4 separate regions of the Zea mays genome follow, and regions 1, 2 and 4 are each linked to region 3. Evidence: chromatin contacts called from public Hi-C data. All regions are on one chromosome and are shown on one strand. Each heading gives the region's core, a stretch centred on a gene start, on an enhancer-like site or on the middle of the called end of the contact. The rest is flanking DNA. Distances are from core to core; before and after follow the strand shown. Region 1 holds the start of LOC103652370 (homeobox-leucine zipper protein HOX10). Region 2 holds the start of LOC100193311. Region 3 holds the start of LOC100282137. Region 4 holds the start of LOC100192546.

Region 1 (4,791 bases), core at 1,863-4,362, 400 kb before region 3:
TTGTTGGCGGGGGTGTCCGCGGCGGGGGCGGCCGGATGCGGTAGGGGCGGCCGGGGTCGAGGGCGGGGGCGTCCACGGTGGGGGCGTCCGCAGTTGTGGCCGGGCGCGGCAGGGGCATCCGCGGCGGGGGCGGCCGAGGTGGGGGCGGGGGCGGCCGGGCGCGGCAGGGGCGGCTGGGGCGTGGAGTGAGCGACGGGGGCGGCTACAAGAGACAGAGAGAGACCGGTTGAGAAAGGTGAGAGAAGAGATAAGGTTGAGGAGGGGTTTAAAATAAAAAAAAACATAACTTTCTAGAGTAAAGCCGTAGGAAGTTACATAACTTCCTAGAGTTTGTACATTTATTCTAGGAAGTTATGTAACTTCCTAGAGTCGGCCGTAGAAAGTTAGATTTTCGTTTGACTGGTCAACAGCTGAAACCTAACTTTCTAGAGGAGGCCGTATGAAGTTAGCTGGGCAGCTAACTTCATAGAGCCGGCCGTAGGAAGTTAGATTTTCGTTTGACTGGTCAACAGCTGAAACCTAACTTCTTAGAGGAGGTCGTAGGAAGTTAGCTGGGCAGCTAACTTCCTAGAGTCGGCCGTAGGAAGTTAGATTTTTGTTTGACTGGTCAACACCTGAAACCTAACTTCCTAGAGGAGGCCGTAGGAAGTTAGCTTTTCGTTTTACTGGTAAACAGATGAAACCTAACTTCCTAGAGGAGGTCGTAGGAAGTTAGCTTTTCGTTTGACTGCTAAACAGCTGAAACCTAACTTTCTAGAGGAGGCCATAGGAAGTTATCTAACTTTCTACGGTTTTTTAACTTCCGACGGCTTTTATAAAATACCGTAGGAAGTTATGTTTATTTCCTAGAGCTACCAGTTGCCTCTCGGAAGTTATTTATTTCCTACGGTTTGTTATAAAAGCTGTAGGAAGTTAAAAAACCGTAGGAAGTGTATAATTTTGGTGTAGTGCGGCACTCCGGCCTAGAGATGTCCAAATGGGCCGCCCGACCCGGGCCGGCCCGGGCCCGGTGAAGCCCGGCCCGTCAGGCACGGTTATAAAACCGGGCCGGGCCGTCTAGGCACGCGGGCTTAATTTCCTGTCCGAGTCCGGCCCGCATCGGGCCTAAACGGGCCGAGTCGGCCCGTTTAGCACGAAAAAAGCAGGCCGAAAAGCGGGCTATGCGGGCCGGTAAGCACGTTTTAGTGTAAAAAAGAGGGCTTAACGGGCGTCGCTTATTCACGCGGGCACCGGCAGATCGCTGCCACCGGGGTCAAAATCCGGAATGGTTTTTTTTTTCTTCTCTGTGCCAAGAATCATGATAGCAAGTTTAATAATAGAGTCTATTGTTGGATGTAACTACTTACTATGTCATCTAAAACTAACAATAAACACGCTCATATAATAAAGCTGGTTCTAAGGTTGGCTATTAGATGAATGTATTGTTTTCATCTTTTTATCTTGAAGCGCCCTGGCTCTTACGTGAAAGTCTATTCACTTTACTTCTTTATGTGTCGAGTTCATTATTGTACTTCTGATAGCTTGGCCAGCTCTGTGACTGTGTCCTCCGCGGGACAGGGCATCGATCAGACTCCTCCCACTCCCGGTCGGACGTACTCAAGCACAATGCAAATAAAACATCACACAGGTTGGCATCCCGGTCATATCGCGCTGCTAGTGCTAGCGCGCGCCACAGATGGAATCTGGACGTGCATGGCGCGGGGGTCAGATCAGATCGCACGGATGGCTTTGTTTATCTGCGCTGCGCTGCGGCGCTTGTTCAGTGAGCGAGAAGGACATTAATTAAAACGAGCTGAGGGCCAGCATTTTTTAGAATATAGTAGCACTGATGAATCCGGCTGCGGCTCAGGCGCAGATACGATCGGCATAATGCGCTATCAGCGCTCGTGATCCATCTGGCAATACTAACGACACGGTCGGCCGGACAGAGCCCTCCCCCGCCTGGGTGTCTGGAGATATCCGAAATCGTCGCACAGTGTACTATTGATTTGTGGCTCTGCATACCAAACTAGTTAACACGGTTATTACGAGCGTCAAACGGTTAGGACAATCTCCGCCGCAAGGGAACAGAAGCGTGTATGACTGTATGTCCGAGATCGGAAATCGTGGCTGTTATATATGCAGCCAGCGCGCGTGGAACCCATGACGGAACTGAACTGTTTCTTCAGAACTATAATTGCAGGTGGTGATAATGCTCTTGCTCTATACCGTGGACGCAATCAAACAATGCATGGCTTTGCCACGGAGATCAGCAGGATGGGGGAGTAGACACCAAGCCTATGATTTGGTGTCCCCCAGCCATGACGAGCGCGCGGGGCAATTTCTTGCAGCCGTCCCGACTGATTGGAATACGAACGGGACACGCGATCCACATCATATATGGAACAAAGCTGGCTCTGGCTAGATTGGATTCCTCTCGCGTGGTCGTGGATGGATGCATGTGACAGCCGAGGATGGAAACGACGAGCACGGCTCCGCTGGCATCGACTAGAAAATTGGCCGCGCGTTCTTATCGCTCCGCGGCAGAGTGAGAGGAGAGTCTGATGGGGATGGAAGAAGCACACGGAAGGCGATTTTGTCAGCACCATGGCTCGCAGTACAGTACAGCAGCCGAGCAGCGTTTGAGATTTGATGAGAAGCAACAACGTACTAAACTGCGTTGCGATGTGCGGCACCAGATTTTGCCATGTCGCGGCCGGCCGCACTCGATGAACTTCCTCGTCGTCTTTACTCAACGGTCTGCTGTGGAGAAAGAGAGCGGCTCCTATATACAGTACGTGGTGACCAAGTGAATAGGCCGATTGACACCATCAGGATCTGCTTCTGCCAGTACTAGCTACTCTACTTGAAAAGGTCGTTTTCCTGCCGTGCTCAACTCTCCGTCCATTTACGTCTGGCGTGAATGGCGGTACGATTGAGAGACAGATAGAGACCTTCTTCCCTGACCCGTGTCTGACGCGGACTCCCTGATGACCTCGCCACGGGTGCGTGACTGCGACACCATGTGGATGGCTGGCACGGCTGGGCTGACCCCGTGCAGGTGCAGCTCACTCCAGCTCTTCCTCGAAGGCACGGGGAAGCGCGTTTCTTCACAGATTTCCGTGCGCGGCATGGGTGCCCGTCCGCGCGTGCCCAGGCGACAGCGGATCCTCCAGGCAGGGCAGAGTCAGACGGACGGGAGCCAGCCGAGAATATTTTGAACCTGCGTGCGTCGGTGCCCAGGCCAGGGTGCGTGTGTGGGTCACCTCACCTGCTAGCCGGGTACCGGGTGCGAGTGGGAGCACCTACGTCGGTGCACGCCACCTGGAAAACGAGCCAGAACCAAGAGCGGATATAAGGGCATGTACAGTGGAGAGACATCAAAACGGTTCTCCAAGCACAAGAGACAACTAAGAGACTCTATTATACAATGGAGTGTCTATAAATGCAGTCTACTAATAAATACAAAATTAAATGCATTTGTACAACAGCAGATCGATAGAACAGACGACAAATTCGTACGATAGGAAGTGAGGTGTCTGTTACTACTTGGTTTACGAGCCAGAGGCGTCTCTTCACGGAGAGATCGCTCTAAGATTTTTTTGCAAATACACCCCTTAAACACATTAAGAGTCTCCACATTAAACACCATTGTACATGCCCTAAGGCATCCACAGAAGAGCGTGGCGATTGCTACATGCCAACAGTGCCTGCGATTTCGACGGAGGCCCGTGGGGTTCAGCTCGGTCCCGTCTCCGGATGAACGCAACCCCACTTCACCAGTTTTGAGACGAATAGACACCGAAGAGTCCTGGCTGGTGAGCCATAGACCAGTTACGTGCGAACTGTGACATGCATGCCGAGGGCCGAGGGGGTCAGTCAACTTCGCGTCGGCGTCGCCACGTATTTTTTCTTTCTTCTTCGCCTTGCTTGTCCGGTTAGTTTCGGCCTAACGCGGCCTACTAATTGGAGCTAGCAGCCACAATCCACACACTTCAACGCCAACGCATATATATACGCGCCTCCTATATCACCGCATTAATTGTGTGTTCGATAAGCACGGTCAGAGTTGGCCCCTGACACCCCACGAAAGGCATCGAGTCAAACCGTCCACACCAAACCAACACCGCTCGGTGAATTCAGCGAAGCAGGCACGTGCTCGGCACATTTCGGCCAGGTCAACGCACCTACTACTGTTTCCACTTCCAAGGCCAAATATTGTTTGGTGCAGTGCCAGCTGACCCGGGTGCTTCGTTCGTTCGCAGCAAAAAACCAGAACGACATGTACGCTCACGACACGTACAAGCCTTGATGGTTAACTGGTTGATTACATTTAATTTGAACAGGAATTTGGGGGCTTAGTAGGGTGGAGGAGAGAAGATGCACACTGCTGCATACCGACACGAGTAAGCAGATTCCTAATCTAACCAGCTGATCACATTATCCTTATCCTCCTGTGGCTGTGCCTGCCCCTGCCCAACGCATTATCCTCTTGCTATGGTACCCTCGCCTCGCGACGGCAGAACGCATGCACGCCACATCATCGCCGGATTAATCAGTGGTTACACACCACTGACCAGACAAGAGTCTCCGCTCCCAAACCAGGTATATATTCCAGGTTTGGTCCAGTGTCGCGCTTCCAGCACGGCCAAACTTTAGGCTAGCTAGCTAGATTCCGGCAATAAGCTGCCAATCGGCGTGCCAAATGTGACGTGAACATCTGCGCCCACTACTACCACTATCCGCTAATATTTTCGCTTCTTCGATGGGGACTGAGGAGGATTTGAGATAATTAAATTCCCTCATATACAA
Region 2 (4,214 bases), core at 605-3,104, 320 kb before region 3:
CCTCACTCTGTCGAGTGGCGCAGCAGTCGGGGCGGCGCAGGCGGTGCTGTCCTCTTGTCAGACCGGTCAGTGGAGCGGCGAAGTGACTGCGGTCACTTCGGCTCTGTAGACTAGAGGGCGTGCGTCAGGATAAAGGTGTCAGGCCACCTTTGCATTGAATGCCCCTGCGATTTGGTCGGTTGGCGTGACGATTTGGCCAAGGTTGCTTCTTGGTGAAGACTGGGCCTCGGGCGAGCCGAAAGCGTGTCCGTTGCTGGAGGGGGTCCTCGGGCGAGACGTAGATCCTCCAGGGTCGGCTGCCCTTGCCCGAGGCTGGGCTCGGGCGAGGCGCGATCGCGTCCCTTGAATGGACCGATCCTTGACTTAATCGCACCCATCAGACCTTTGCAGCTTTGTGCTGATGGAGGTTACCAGCTAAGATTTAGGAGCCATGAGTGTACCCCTAATTATGGTCCCCGACAAATCTTAACAATATGTGAAAAATTTTTTAGATCACCATTCATTATCACTCTACCCGGCGCACAGCAAAGGGCGCTTAGGCGGCGGCCCGGCGCGATGGCCGATGGGTCAAGGGATGAAAACGAGACGAAAAATTCCCGTATCATCCCGTATCGAATACTATTTTTCCCCGATCATTTTCGAATTGTTCGAAAACCGATTAGAAACGGTAAAAAACGATTTAGCTAGTTTTTTGACTGTTTTCGTATTTTTCGTTTCCGGGTCGTGCTAATACCGTTTTCTACCGTTTTATATAATATGAGATAGATCTAGCATATAATTTATTTAAGTTATAGATTTTTATTGTGTTCAAGTGAATGAATAAGCGAAAAACAAATGTTATAATTACTCTAACTAATATGAATGATGGAAAAAGAGTTGTTTGTGTATTTCTAAATCTTAAAAATTAGGCAATACATCACTTTATTATGTTTTTGTTAAAACTACAAAATAGTTATTTTTTGACTATATTTTATCGTTTTCGATCGTTTTCGAATAACCGATAATTCCGATTCCGTATTTCGACTGTTGATTTTCGTTTTCTTCCCAACAAAAAGATATGAAAACAAAAACAATTTAGCTGTTTTTTTATCGTTTCGACATTTCATCCTAGATGGGTGAGCGCGGCAGCTCGGAGGATGCACGTGACGCCGTCGGGCGTCGGCAGTGGGGAAGGCTGGTTCGTGATTTTTTTTTAGTCGGGCTCCACTGAAGACTAAACTAACCACAACGTGGACCGATCTTGTATAGGTCTATTTTTTGTAATTTTGCTAGAGCTTCGGTTTCTCCTTTGTATATTAGAACTGCAGTCTTTGTATGACAGACGAGTGTAACTCCATAAACCGAGAAGAAGTTACTAGCTGCTCAGCAGATTCACACACTGCCTTTGCCATTCTAGGCATGCGACGGGACGGTTTGTACAAACAAACACGAGATCTTTTTGGAACGTAGGAATTTTATAGGAGTAACATAGTTCAAAAAACATAGGATGAGGAAAAATTATCCTTTAATCCAAAAGAGGTCTAACTGAAAACTAAAAACACAAGCCACGCATTCTTTGCTAGTGCATTGATCCATGTATCTTTCGTTTTTACTACTGCAAAGCCAGCTTTCGTCATATCGTAATCTAAGAATGCGGTATGGCTTTTTCGTCAGGCATCAACCAGCTTCCACTGCTTTGGTGGCTAACCATCCTCACCGTCACCGACTCCGCTAATCACCGTGCCCCCGGATGGCCGGGCCCCTCTAGGGCCAAAAGATTTGTCCGCGACCGTACGCGACGAGGGCCCACCTGAGGAAACGGGTTATTTAACCAGCCGCGCGCTTCCCATTTTCATGTGCTTGCTTTGCTTAAACCAGCTCGGCCTTTGCTTTTTTGCAGCGGGGTATATATCTTCGCTATATATACAACTCCTCTCCTGCTCCGCTCTTCAAGCCCACCCAGAGCTCTGTAGAAGAGAGGGGAGGAAGGACCGAGGACCAACCGGAGCCCCACTCGGCCGCCGCCTCTCACCTCCACCGACTGCCTGCGTCCCACCGCTCCTGCTGCCGCCCGTTGCTCTCGCCATTGAAGCCCTCGCCGCCTCCGCCCGCTTGCCCGCCCTCCCGTCGGCTGCCTTCCGGGTACGCGCCACGCTGCCTATGCCGCCACCGGTTCTTACCGCGCTTTCATATTCTTCCGATGCGTTCTTGCTGGGAGGCGCTTGATCTGTTCTTGGTGTTTTCGGGGTTCTTTTTGCTCTGGTGGTATGGTGGTGGTGGGGTGTGTGTGTGGAAGTGGAACCACCATTTGCTCGATTTGGCGTTCATTCGCTCCCTTCCTGCAGCAGATTTACCTCCTTTTTTCCCCTCCCTTGTTTCTTGCTTGATTTGTTGCCTTCTTTTTCGGTAGATTCCGGTTCGCAGCTTTACCTCGCGTCGTTGCTCCCTTTTAACCGACTTGCTCCCATTCATGCCCTTCATGCTTCGTCTAACGAAGGTTTCTGCTTCTGTTGTGTCTGCCCTTGTGTGTCATCCGGGCATCTTCTTGTTTGCTTGCTTTTAATGAACCGCGAAAGCTAGCGGATCCTGACGTGTTCCTTGTCTCTATTGCAGATGAGAAGCGGCGCAACCTGGGCGGTGGAAGCGTGGTCGGACTGAGCCTTCGTGGGGGTTAGCGCCGAGAAGGATCCTGGAGATTAAGCGCATGGGTTCCTTGGAGGCCCGGTACAGGCCGACCGGGGCAGCGTAAGATCTCACTGTCCAGTCTCGATCTACCCTCCCCTTCCCCTACCTCTTCACTCACCTCAGCCCGCTTGCTGCTCACGCTTTTGTGCTGGGGTTCTGCTCGGTGTGGATAGCGATAGCGTGCTAATCCAGGTTCAGTCTCAGATGCGCCATTTGCTTTACCATGTGCGGTCATGTGCTGCGTGCTGTATTGATTTGCATCTAAGCTCGTATTGATGCCTGTGTCTGGGGTGTGGTGGTGCCATCCTCCATTCTTATCATGCAATCTTGCAGCAGTGAGTGTTGCGGTACTACTACCATGTACCTTTGTACAAGATGCCGTCCCTTCCCTTCTGGTCGCTGTTCCGTTCACCATGCTCCGCCCCCTCTATTTGGTAGGTGGTGCTGGCAGTGGTGGTTATGCTTTTATGACATCTTCTACCAGTCCGTCAGAGAAACTAGCAAGAACTTTGCCCCTTCTCCCAGCCCATGATATGCATGGATGCTGATGGTTCGCCGACGATGCGTTTCAAACTTGTAAATCTGCCCATCCTCACACTCGTCGGGATTTTCACGGTTCTCCTGGCCGAAAGTTACTCTCTGGTGTGGTGATTTTGTATCCCATATCTGGATTCTAATAACAATCAACAAAGATTTTGCTTCGAGCTCGGCCGTTTCTTCTGCCGTAAAGCGCGCAGCCTGGCGTCGGTGGCCATCCATGTGTTCGTCCTGCTGTTTTGACCCCAAAGACTGCACCTTGTGACAGCAGCCCTATTTTAAATGCCGTAAAGCTGCCTAAGTGACGCTCCTCGGCCACGTTGAGCAGGTCAGCTACTGCTGCTGCTTGGTGCCTCCTCTGGCCCCGGACCGTTGAATTGCCGTGCTTGGCGTGTAGAAAATGGCGCGTTTTGGTGTGTGCCCTACCGGTGATTTCGGCTATCTAAGTAGGGTCCATATTTTTGGACCAAATTTTTTCGACGATGTTTACCCCTAGTACTGGGAAGAAAAAGCTTTCTTCTCTGTAGCTGGGATGCAATTTTTTGGTTGCGTGTTCCACGGTATTCAAAGAATATGGAGGGTTAGGTACCAAACATCTTCATTTATGCCCATCTTTCCCAAAAGATGTGACTAATAAAGTAGAGGTCTCGACAATAACAGAGTCCACTAATTTCCTTTGGCTCCTTTTAAATTCTCAGTGCTGGGTGTGTATTTTTTCCTTTAGCCTTTTTTCTTCTACAGGCAAACAACTTTTGTTTGATTCAGCACTTTACACACATACATACGTGATACCGCAAGTTTTTGCTCTAAAAAAGATGTGCTTTGAATGCTTTAGTTTTAGTCTTACAAGTCAGTACTATTCACAGATGCTGCCACATCTCAGTGAATTCATCTCCTTCCGAGGCAGAGTATTAAATAAATATAAGATCAATGCAATCTTCTAGGGAAGTTAAACACCAACACCAGTACTATTTATTTTTACCTTTTTAAACTAAGGTCTATGAGTATAGTTT
Region 3 (4,360 bases), core at 1,114-3,613:
GAGTCGAGAGGGTCTTGCCGAAGTGCCAAACGGAACGGGAGTTTAATCGACGAGACAGACGCGTTTGAAGGACGAAATGATTGTGCGTAGCGGCCTTTGGACAGGAGCTGAAAACGATCGATCCTGCTGCGCAGCGCTCGCTGCACACTGAGACGGCGGTAGCCAGATTCCGATTAGCCTTTGATGAGTGGGGGCTCCAAGCTCCGGTACATCAAGAATGCTGACTGTGGCCTCCTCTACTCTACCATTCCGCGGCCGTGCTCAGCACAGTCGCTGGTTTGGACCAGCTAGCGCGCGCATGCAGTGGTTCCCGCCTGACCTGAACATGTATCGCGCCAAAGACGGATGAAGGATAAGAACAAAGCTGACGGATGGCTACTGGTCGCAGATGTGTGCTAGGCTAGGCGTACCCTTAATCGGTGCCCTGGACACTGTCTGTGTGATCGTTATCCTCTCCAATGCAAAAGACACAGGCGTGGTGGTGTGGGTCGTTGTTTCTCTTGAGAGGTACTAGTAGGTTGGCGAGTCGAACTGTCCCCGGGTCCAGGCAAACGCGTGTGTAGGAGGGCTACTAGGAGCAGAGGCACGGCCGCGACAGGGCAGGGCACCGCATTCCTTGTGGAACGCATATGTTCTGTGGGCATGCATTCGACCGGGCACAGATGCGTCACCGTGTCCGACCACTTTTGCCAAAGGCGAGAGCGCTCGCTGGGCACGGGATGGCTGGCAGGGATACGCATATGCACGCTACGCCTACGCAGGAGATGGCGGATGCAAAGGCGACAAGTGACCTCTTTCCTGCGCCGCACGCTCACATGCATGCCTGGCCTGAGCCCTGAGGCCTGAGCATCACTAGCCCTTCACCGTCCCAGACGGCCAGACCAGTGCGCCGCCGCTCTCGTTGTCGTTGAGCTCCCCCTCCAACTCCCAAGCGATAGGGTGGAGTGGAACGCGAGAGCCTGCACTGTTGTCGACGCATCGACACTCCAGGTCCGGATTGCAGTGGCGTGCGGTGCACACCTTGTTGCCGACTTGCCGGGAGCGTTGAGGACCCGGACGGATCGGGGGAGGACACGCGCAGACGCGCCGCCCGCCGCCGCGCTGCTGCGTACGCATACGCTGCGACCAGGACCAGGGGACTGGATCGGCAAGCAAAACGCTGGGACGTGACGGCCGTGAATTGCGCCGGCGGCGACTCTCGTCGTCGTCGCCTTCCTCGCTGACTGCCTCCAGCCACGCGGCTCCTCCACTCCGTTGCCACCGCCGCCGAGGCGCCGGACGCTACAACGTTCCACGGCGCCACCGATCGTATGCCTGCGTAACGAGGATCCTCCCGTGATCGGTACGTCTCGTACGTGCTCGGCAGGATCTGTGGAAAGCCATTTCGTCAGCGGTCAGTTTGTGCCGGCCATGGGATCTGTTTGTCCCGTGAGGCACTGAGGCCTGGTAGGGAACTAGGGAAGTGGTACTGGGTAGCCACATGCATGGCGGGCCCGCAGGCCTCGGCACAGCAGAGACGCGAATTCTGCTGCTCAGCAGCTTCGCAAGATTTCCGTTCCGTTGCGTGTGCCAAGCCACCAGTGCATCAGGATTCAGGACTCCGACTCATGCATGATCGGAGCAAACGAGTGCTGCAGAGACACGTACGCATAATGCATGCTTGTACACGTCGCCGTACGTACGCCCGCCCGTACCGGAAGAAAGCTGTGTGTAGCTTGCCTGTCTTAACGTACGTATTTACCACAGGCGCGGGCGCGCGGCAATGGCAGTTTTCAGGCACTTTGACTTATAGATGGCCAAACGGGCCGGCACGGCCCGACCCGGCACGGCCCGACGGCGGCACGGCCCGCCAGGCCCGGCTAGTGAACCGTGCCGTGTCCAGATGGGCCGGTCCAGGCACGGCCCGTGAGTCTGTTAGTCGTGCCGGGCCGGCCCGGTGGCACTATGGCCCATCTGAGTATATTGTAGAATTTAGCAAAAAATGTGTAGTTGTGAGGGTTCGAACTCACAACCTAGTGAGCAAGAGACTTAAACGCATCCATCTAACCAGTGCAACTGCAGTTTTATTGTGTTATATGTTGAATTCTTATACTTAATATATGTAAACTATTATTTTTAAAATAAAAAATGTAACTGTGTCGTGCCCGTGCCAGCACTACGGGTCGAGATAGTGGCCCAGGCACGGCACTATAGCCGTGCCGTGCCAGGCACTGGCACTATACTAACCGGACCGGGTCGTGCCTGGACCGTGCTTTTTCGTGCCGTGCCTGGGCCGGCCCATCGTGTTAGTGCCAAATGGCCATCTATACTTTGACTAACAAGCTAAGAAGAAGATAAGAACGTATGGGCTTCCGTCCGAACAGGCTCTCTTCTCCACCGGTCCTACCCCTTACCTCCCAAGATCACAATCCTCTGCTCCTTATATATTAGCCACACCGCTCGTTCCCTGCTGCACCGGGTGACACACAGGCACAAAGACACCGCCCGTACACAGGCTCGTTGGCTTGGCTGCTGTGTGTTGCGCTCAGCCATTCAGACTTGAGAGCTACTAGCTAACTGCTCGTTGGGTGTGGGTGCGCTCCCGGCCTAGACCGTGGAGGAAAGGAGTCCAGTCCACTCACTACCCCCTCTGCTCCGTTCGGGTTCCAGGCCAGCACAGCCGAGGGTTCCGCACAGCGATAAGCGCGAAGCGGAAGAGATGGAGCATATCGCCAGGTTCTTCTTCGGAGTTTCTGGTCAGTATCACCATGCCATTCCTGCCTCTGCTGCATGCCTACCTGATGGTCTTCTTCTTGCCTCGCCTAATCTCTGTTAGATCTGTCTCCCCAGGGAATGTCATTGCGCTCTTCCTCTTCCTGTCGCCTGTGTAAGTTTTTGATTCCACGTACCTGAATCCTTCTGTTCCTCACTGCCCGCGTCCATGCTTTAAAAAAAAAATCGAAAACAGAGAAGCAATGATATAGTACTTACTTCTACTATATGACAAAGACTAGAACATGGGGAGAATCAGTGTGGAGAGAAAGGCTATAGCATCTTTTAGGTTCAATCCTTTCCAGCGAAACACTGAAATTTCATACATATATAATTTTTTTCTAAAAAAAGCAAGTAGCTTTTCCCCATCCGAAATGCTTCTTCTTCCCAACCACGCCGCACCTTTTTTCTTGCGTCTTGCCTCAGCAGCCTTCAGGGGCAGCAGCGCAGTGCGTGTGTTCCTCTGACGGGTGAGAAATCTCTTTGCAGTGTCACCTTCTGGAGGGTCATCAGGAAGCGGTCGACGGAGGACTTCTCCGGCGTGCCCTACAACATGACGCTGCTCAACTGCCTCCTATCGGCTTGGTAACGAACCGCTCTCTCTCTCTCTCTCTCCCTGAGAGACACGGCCTTTTGATGAGCACTCCACACCATTTCTGTTTCTGTCTCTTCAGAAAATTAAATCGCATCGCAGATTTATGGAGTGGCCGTAAAGCAGTAAAACCGGCGTGGTGGTGTAGTTTGTTTTACTTAGATTTCGGAAATGCTGCATGGTTTGCTGGCCTGGGTGAAGCAAACGCTTGGCTCCTAGCGTAGCCTCTGCCCAACCCGGCCTGTCCTGTAGATAGAGTACTACCCGTGGACCCACTCGCTAGACGCTAGCACTGTAAGTCTGTGACAACGACTGCAATGAAGGGGGAAAAGCTTATTGCACTGCACCACTGCCCGTGGGAGCAGAGCCTACCTGTTGGCATTGCCAGGACGGAGATGACGACCTGTGGGCCTCGCGGCCCTTGAGCCCGCACATGCAGCGTCACGTTCAAGTGTTCGTACCTCCAAACAAAAAAAGTCTTGACGCTTTTTTTTTTCTTTTTGGTTATTATGATGACGGACGATTCTGGTCAGGGCATCCACATAAATATCTTAAAAGGTATTAACGACGTAAGTGCAAAAAAAAAGACAGTCTCTAGCACTACCACGGTTTTATCCATACAACTCACGTACATGAATCATATCATGAGATCTTCTAGTGGAATAAGATATAAAACTTAAATATATTGGGCTATATGAAAGAGTTTTTTAGATGTATTTAGTGCTTAAAGAACTGAAACGTAGTATCTAGATTGTACATGTCTTTATGACTATATGGATGAGTTGGTGTCCCGTTTGATTTTTCACGCGCCTTTGAATCCATGTGAAGATCGATGTGCTAGCTAGCTAGCTCGCTCTTCATGCGTTCGTCTGGATTTTGTTTGAAATTCACGCAGCATATATGTGTGGAATATAATCTGTATGCACATACAGGTACGGCCTGCCGTTCGTGTCCCCGAACAACATCCTGGTGTCGACGATCAACGGGACGGGGTCGGTGATCGAGGCCATCTACGTG
Region 4 (4,720 bases), core at 2,140-4,639, 310 kb after region 3:
GTTAGGAGTTGAATGGTTAAACACTTTGGTTGTTTCTCATTAATTTCTCAAGTCCTTCAATATTAACATCATATGCTGGGCCCTAGACCCCAGTGTCTTTCCACTTATCTGTAGTATGGCAGATCATGCTGAAACACTTCTGCTTGCTTCAATATGAACCTGCTACAGCTTTTTTTTAAGCTAGTGTGCACCTCATTTCCATTATCACAATGAAAATACAGAAGTCTGATACCCAGAAACAGATAAGAAAGAAACACAATGAAAGCTCTCCTAGAACTAATCTACCCGATTCAAGTGACCAGCTTAGGCCAGATGGTTGCTCGAACTTGTAACTGTGTTATTTTCTGGGAAGAGACTTGTGTGCACACCGAAAAGAAAAGGTGTTGGAATTCTGTTAATCTATATATGCTTGATTTCAGTTTGCCTTACTTTTTAAGAAGAGTACAGAAGATACTCTTCTTCAGGGTAGGACTTTTTTTTATATATTTGCTGCACGATGGCGGAAAGAAGGATGGTTGATGGAAATGTGATGTTAGTGGTAGTTGTTGATTGATGAAGAGGTCACAGCAGAGGATGACAGGGGTTTATGGTCGCTGGCGGAGAAATAGAGATAAGGGTGTGTTGGATGAGTCATGTGCTACTGTACTGCTGAAATTAACATGGTCTTCACAGATTGGTTACGAGATCCATTAGTTTGTGACAGATATTTTTAAGCTTGTGCTCCAATAAATGACCGTGTAACTTGAGTCATGTACTTATCCAGTTCAAGGCTTTCGGGCATGGTTGTCCGTATTCTCTCATACCGTTGTCATAGTTTCTGCTGTAACTTTCAACATTATTATTGACAACTGAAGTACTTGCATCAGGACTGGGATCGTCAAAATCCAACTCAAATTGTAACAGAGATGTGTGGTTTTGTTACCATTCTTTCGGGGACGTTTCTTCTCCACAAGACAAAAGACATGGTTGATGGTATGGCATAATGCTCTCCACTTTTTTGTAGTTTTACATGTGCCTAAAGCACACTAAATTTTTGTAACCTTTCACTCTGGTTTTACAGGCCTCCCGCCAACTCTACCTGTCCGGATTCCTAAACATGAGGACGATGGAGCTGAAGGAATCCCTCTCAGATCCGCTGAAGGCATCCCGCTCAGATCACCGAGGGCAACGGAATCGTTTCGATCAACGCTATAATGGTTGGTGATCCTTCTTCAAAGGCCATGGTCAGCCATTCTTTCATTTGATAACACACCTTTGTAGATTGTATTTTAGGATTCCAAAAGGTAAAGGCACCGCTCCCCATGTAATTTTTTTGAGACACCGGTGTAGAGTATTGGGGGAACTTATGTTATACATCTCGAAATGCCCAGAATGGGCTTAGATCCAGTTTTTGATACACACCAGACACCACGGTGGCATACAAGACCCGTTATCAGCGACACAGTTACTGTTGTATTCTTTTGGATAGAAAATTAGAAGATAGGGGAAGAATCTGAAGAAGGCTCCTCGAAGAAACTTCTTTACCTCCCATCCACATGTGGTGTTCTAGTTTCTGATATGCGTTTTTTTTTTGGGTTAATTCATTCATCTTATGTTCGTTGCTTCTGTGTGAGGGGAAAGCACTTCCTCGCTCTACTCGTGCGGAAGCGATCCATTCTTTCGTGTCCAACTCACACGTCAAGAATATCGAAATGTGGACCCTTTTCAGCGCGCTCTTTAATTCAGCTTACCTGAGCATCAATGGTGAAGGAAGAATGCAAGCTCATTGACCAAGGTGGCAATGATGTCGCCGATCCACAACGCGATGGAGACGAGGACAGTGATCTCGTGTGCCTGCGCTCTCGTGTTCGGCTGTGCGCCTGGGTTCTGAGAATCCTAAACGCGTCGCGGCCGTGAACTATTCACATGTATGGAAATCTGTACATGGTTCGCATTCTTTCTCTTCTGACACTCGTGCCAAAAAAATGTATGTATATCTTTATTAATTGCCTCTCTCATTCAGTGCAAAGCTGCAGGAATGGCAGGGAGAGATGTCCCAGAAGCAATTGGAGAGTGTAGCAGTAGCAGTAGCCAGTCTGGTAGACAACTAGCTAGACCTGCTTGCTTGATCATTCCTCCGCGTCCGGGTCCGGCTCGAGGCCTGCGATCTGCTTCAGTGGCTTCCAAACAAAGCTTCTCCTGCACGCGTGCAACAGGGCCACACGTACGTAATCAGGCCTTAGCCACAAGTGGTCCCGTGTGGGAAATTTAGACATGGAGGGAGGTAGAAGGAAGCGCATGTACCAGTTGCCGCATTCTGCGATCACCCTGACTTTGGGGCGGATGTCCGGGAGCATGGCCAGGAACTGCAGCTCAGCCTTGGACAGAACCTGCACGTAGACCAGACGAGAGGCCCGAAGAAGAGGTTCAGGAACAGAGCACTCGTCAGTGGTGTGCCGATCGATGGAGGCGCGTGCATGTAGATGTAAGCAGGCACCTCACCTTGGCTTCGATGATCCAGACGACGAGGCCTTTGGCGTCCGGGTGCAGCAGGCTGAGCCTGTAGTCCACCTCCGGCGGGAAGTACCACCGCGCCACCGGCTGCCTGCCGAGGCTAGGCTGCAGTCACCGCACCGCCACTCCAATCGAGTCAGTTCGTCGATCGACCGCTCGGTTCCCGCACGCGACGAAAGGACACGGCACAGCCACAGCAGCAACAACAAGCAAAGAAAGAGAGAAGGGAACGTATGTCGTGCTCACGTGATGTCCGTGCTCATGTGAGCACTTTAAATCGTGAGTGTTCTTTCTTAATCCAACGATTAGTGCTTTTTATTCACTTAAGTCCTCTCACCTTAACGATGAGTGTTCCTGGCCAGCAGCATGATCGTTAGATTAAGAAGGAACACTCACGATTTAAAGTGCTCACATGAGCACGGACGTCGCGTGAGCACGAGATACGTTCCCAAGAAACTAAAGGCGTGCTACGTACCGGGCAGACGGGGTGGACCTTGGTGAGCGTGGTCTCCGGGTCGCCGAGCCCCCGCGCGGAGAGGTCGAGGAAGTAGTAGCCCTGGTAACGGAGGCGGTTCAGGTAGCGGCCCTCGTAGCCGCCCTCGTGCGGCGGGTAGATGGCCAGCGCCTTGTGCTTCTCCACGTCGTCCAGCCACTTGCCCAGGTCCGGCCGCACCAGGTCGCCGCCCACGAAGTCCCACACCGTGCTGCGCACCGACACCGACCCCCGGCCGCCCCGCGACCCGCCGCGCCGGCCGCTGAGGAGCGAAGGCGCCGGGACTGGGGACACGGACACCGCGCGCGCCGCCGCCGCCGTTGCTGCCGACCACATGGTGCTGCTGCCTGCGGCCGTGCGTGTGGGTGGGTGGGAGTGGAAGTGGGACTGTGGGAGGAGTCGCTTGATTGCTTTTGAGCCTGTGGCGGGAAGATGGCTTGCGCTGAAGCTGAAGTGGGGAGGAGGGGTCGCGGATAAGTCTCCAATCCAGGCCGTAGGTTGGTCTGTCAGCCGAACTGCCCAAGACTGAAAGAGCAGAGTACATGTGTTACCACTTACCAATCTGTATTCAGATTCTACTCAGAGATCGCACACAGTACGGATACGTGAATTTTCTTTAGATCCAAACAAAATATTAAAATGCATTAAAAGTTACATAGATCATTAATCCTGTTAAGGCCTATTTTAGAAACTTTAGTTTATTCAGACCCGCCAATTCTGAAGGTGATTTGTGTTTCCAAAGTCTAAACTGTCCCAAAAGAATGTCATCAACTGGAAACCCACGTAAATGCATTTGTTTTAGAACGGAGGGAGTAAAATTTCGGTGTGGATCACGTTGACTTCAGAAGTTATTTGAAAAATTAAAATATAAAGAACTTAAATAAATATTTAGGCATATAACGATTTGAGGACACCAGCTTAAAAAACCTTTTAAATTAAACAGTTAGTAAAGTAGGTCACGCGCTCTTTTTGCTTTTTTTAAAGAAAGATGGATGTTGTGCATCATTTGTTGGGATGGTCGTGCTTAGTCTGTCCCAGCAGGGTTCCAAAATTTTATCCACTAAGATAATATTTCTAGTCTTTCACATCACCATTTAAAAGATTCTATCATGTATATTTTTCATGCCTTCAGCAGCAGCAACCTCTAAATTTTATCATCTATATCTCATCATCTATTTTTTTCCAGCCATATTAATGAGAAAAAATTCAAACGATATTTTTTCCATTCACCAATTGTGTACTCCCTCCGGTCCTGAAAAAGATGTCGTTTTAGACAAGGTTTGAGTGAAACATATAAAACTTTGACTATAAATAATAGTTTTGAAATCTAATATATATATACATATATATATATCTTAAAAATCACTTTTACAAAAGTATAAATATATTAAGAGTTTATTTGTATTTACAAAAATATTGGTCAAAGCTATATTTTGAAGACCGTGTTTATGTTCTAAATGACTAGCTTCTGTTGCATCGGACACTGGTCACTAGAAAAACAATCCTCTTTTAGTTTGTTCCTTATCCGCCACTAGGCAAGGCTATAGAGGAAGTTCGCGGTGGTGACAACATAAGAGGAAAAAGATGGCGCGCATGACAGGACGGTCGTGGAGACCAGTGGCGAACGCAGGATAAAATTATAGGTGGAGCAACATTATAAAAGCTAAATCACTAGATTAGATCACAACTCACAAGATAAAACTAGTTTTATGATGACAATATGGAGGATAAGTA

What was found. A called contact is a pair of places that touch in the nucleus more often than the background predicts.
Region 1: a contact with region 3 is called in a Hi-C map of endosperm, with 2.1 times the contacts expected there. The contact joins the promoter of LOC103652370 here to the promoter of LOC100282137 in region 3. A contact is called at or near these places in 3 of 25 Hi-C or Micro-C datasets (ear, endosperm and root tip).
Region 2: a contact with region 3 is called in a Hi-C map of endosperm, with 2.7 times the contacts expected there. The contact joins the promoter of LOC100193311 here to the promoter of LOC100282137 in region 3. A contact is called at or near these places in 4 of 25 Hi-C or Micro-C datasets (bundle sheath, ear, endosperm and 1 more).
Region 4: a Hi-C map of endosperm shows a contact between it and region 3, with 1.7 times the contacts expected there. The contact joins the promoter of LOC100192546 here to the promoter of LOC100282137 in region 3. A contact is called at or near these places in 2 of 25 Hi-C or Micro-C datasets (endosperm and tassel).

Annotation. Positions count from the first base shown.
Region 1 is chr3:176,798,163-176,802,953 of Zm-B73-REFERENCE-NAM-5.0, reverse strand. LOC103652370 (homeobox-leucine zipper protein HOX10) reads right to left here and starts at 3,112. Exons shown (of 5, transcript XM_008677972.1): 1 at 2,934-3,112; 2 at 1-202. The coding sequence starts at 3,112.
Region 2 is chr3:176,718,050-176,722,263 of Zm-B73-REFERENCE-NAM-5.0, reverse strand. LOC100193311 reads left to right here and starts at 1,854. Exons shown (of 5, transcript NM_001394745.1): 1 at 1,854-2,121; 2 at 2,593-2,724. The coding sequence starts at 2,684.
Region 3 is chr3:176,399,992-176,404,351 of Zm-B73-REFERENCE-NAM-5.0, reverse strand. It overlaps LOC100282137, which reads left to right and starts at 2,363. Exons shown (of 6, transcript NM_001155049.2): 1 at 2,363-2,735; 2 at 2,830-2,866; 3 at 3,241-3,336; 4 at 4,276-4,360. The coding sequence starts at 2,699.
Region 4 is chr3:176,087,776-176,092,495 of Zm-B73-REFERENCE-NAM-5.0, reverse strand. LOC100192546 reads right to left here and starts at 3,389. Exons shown (of 4, transcript NM_001361515.1): 1 at 2,969-3,389; 2 at 2,482-2,598; 3 at 2,284-2,369; 4 at 1,959-2,178. The coding sequence starts at 3,322. The coding sequence ends at 2,109. LOC100501448 reads left to right here. Exons shown (of 9, transcript NM_001362580.1): 8 at 867-972; 9 at 1,061-1,385. The coding sequence ends at 1,194. It also overlaps the pseudogene LOC112268477.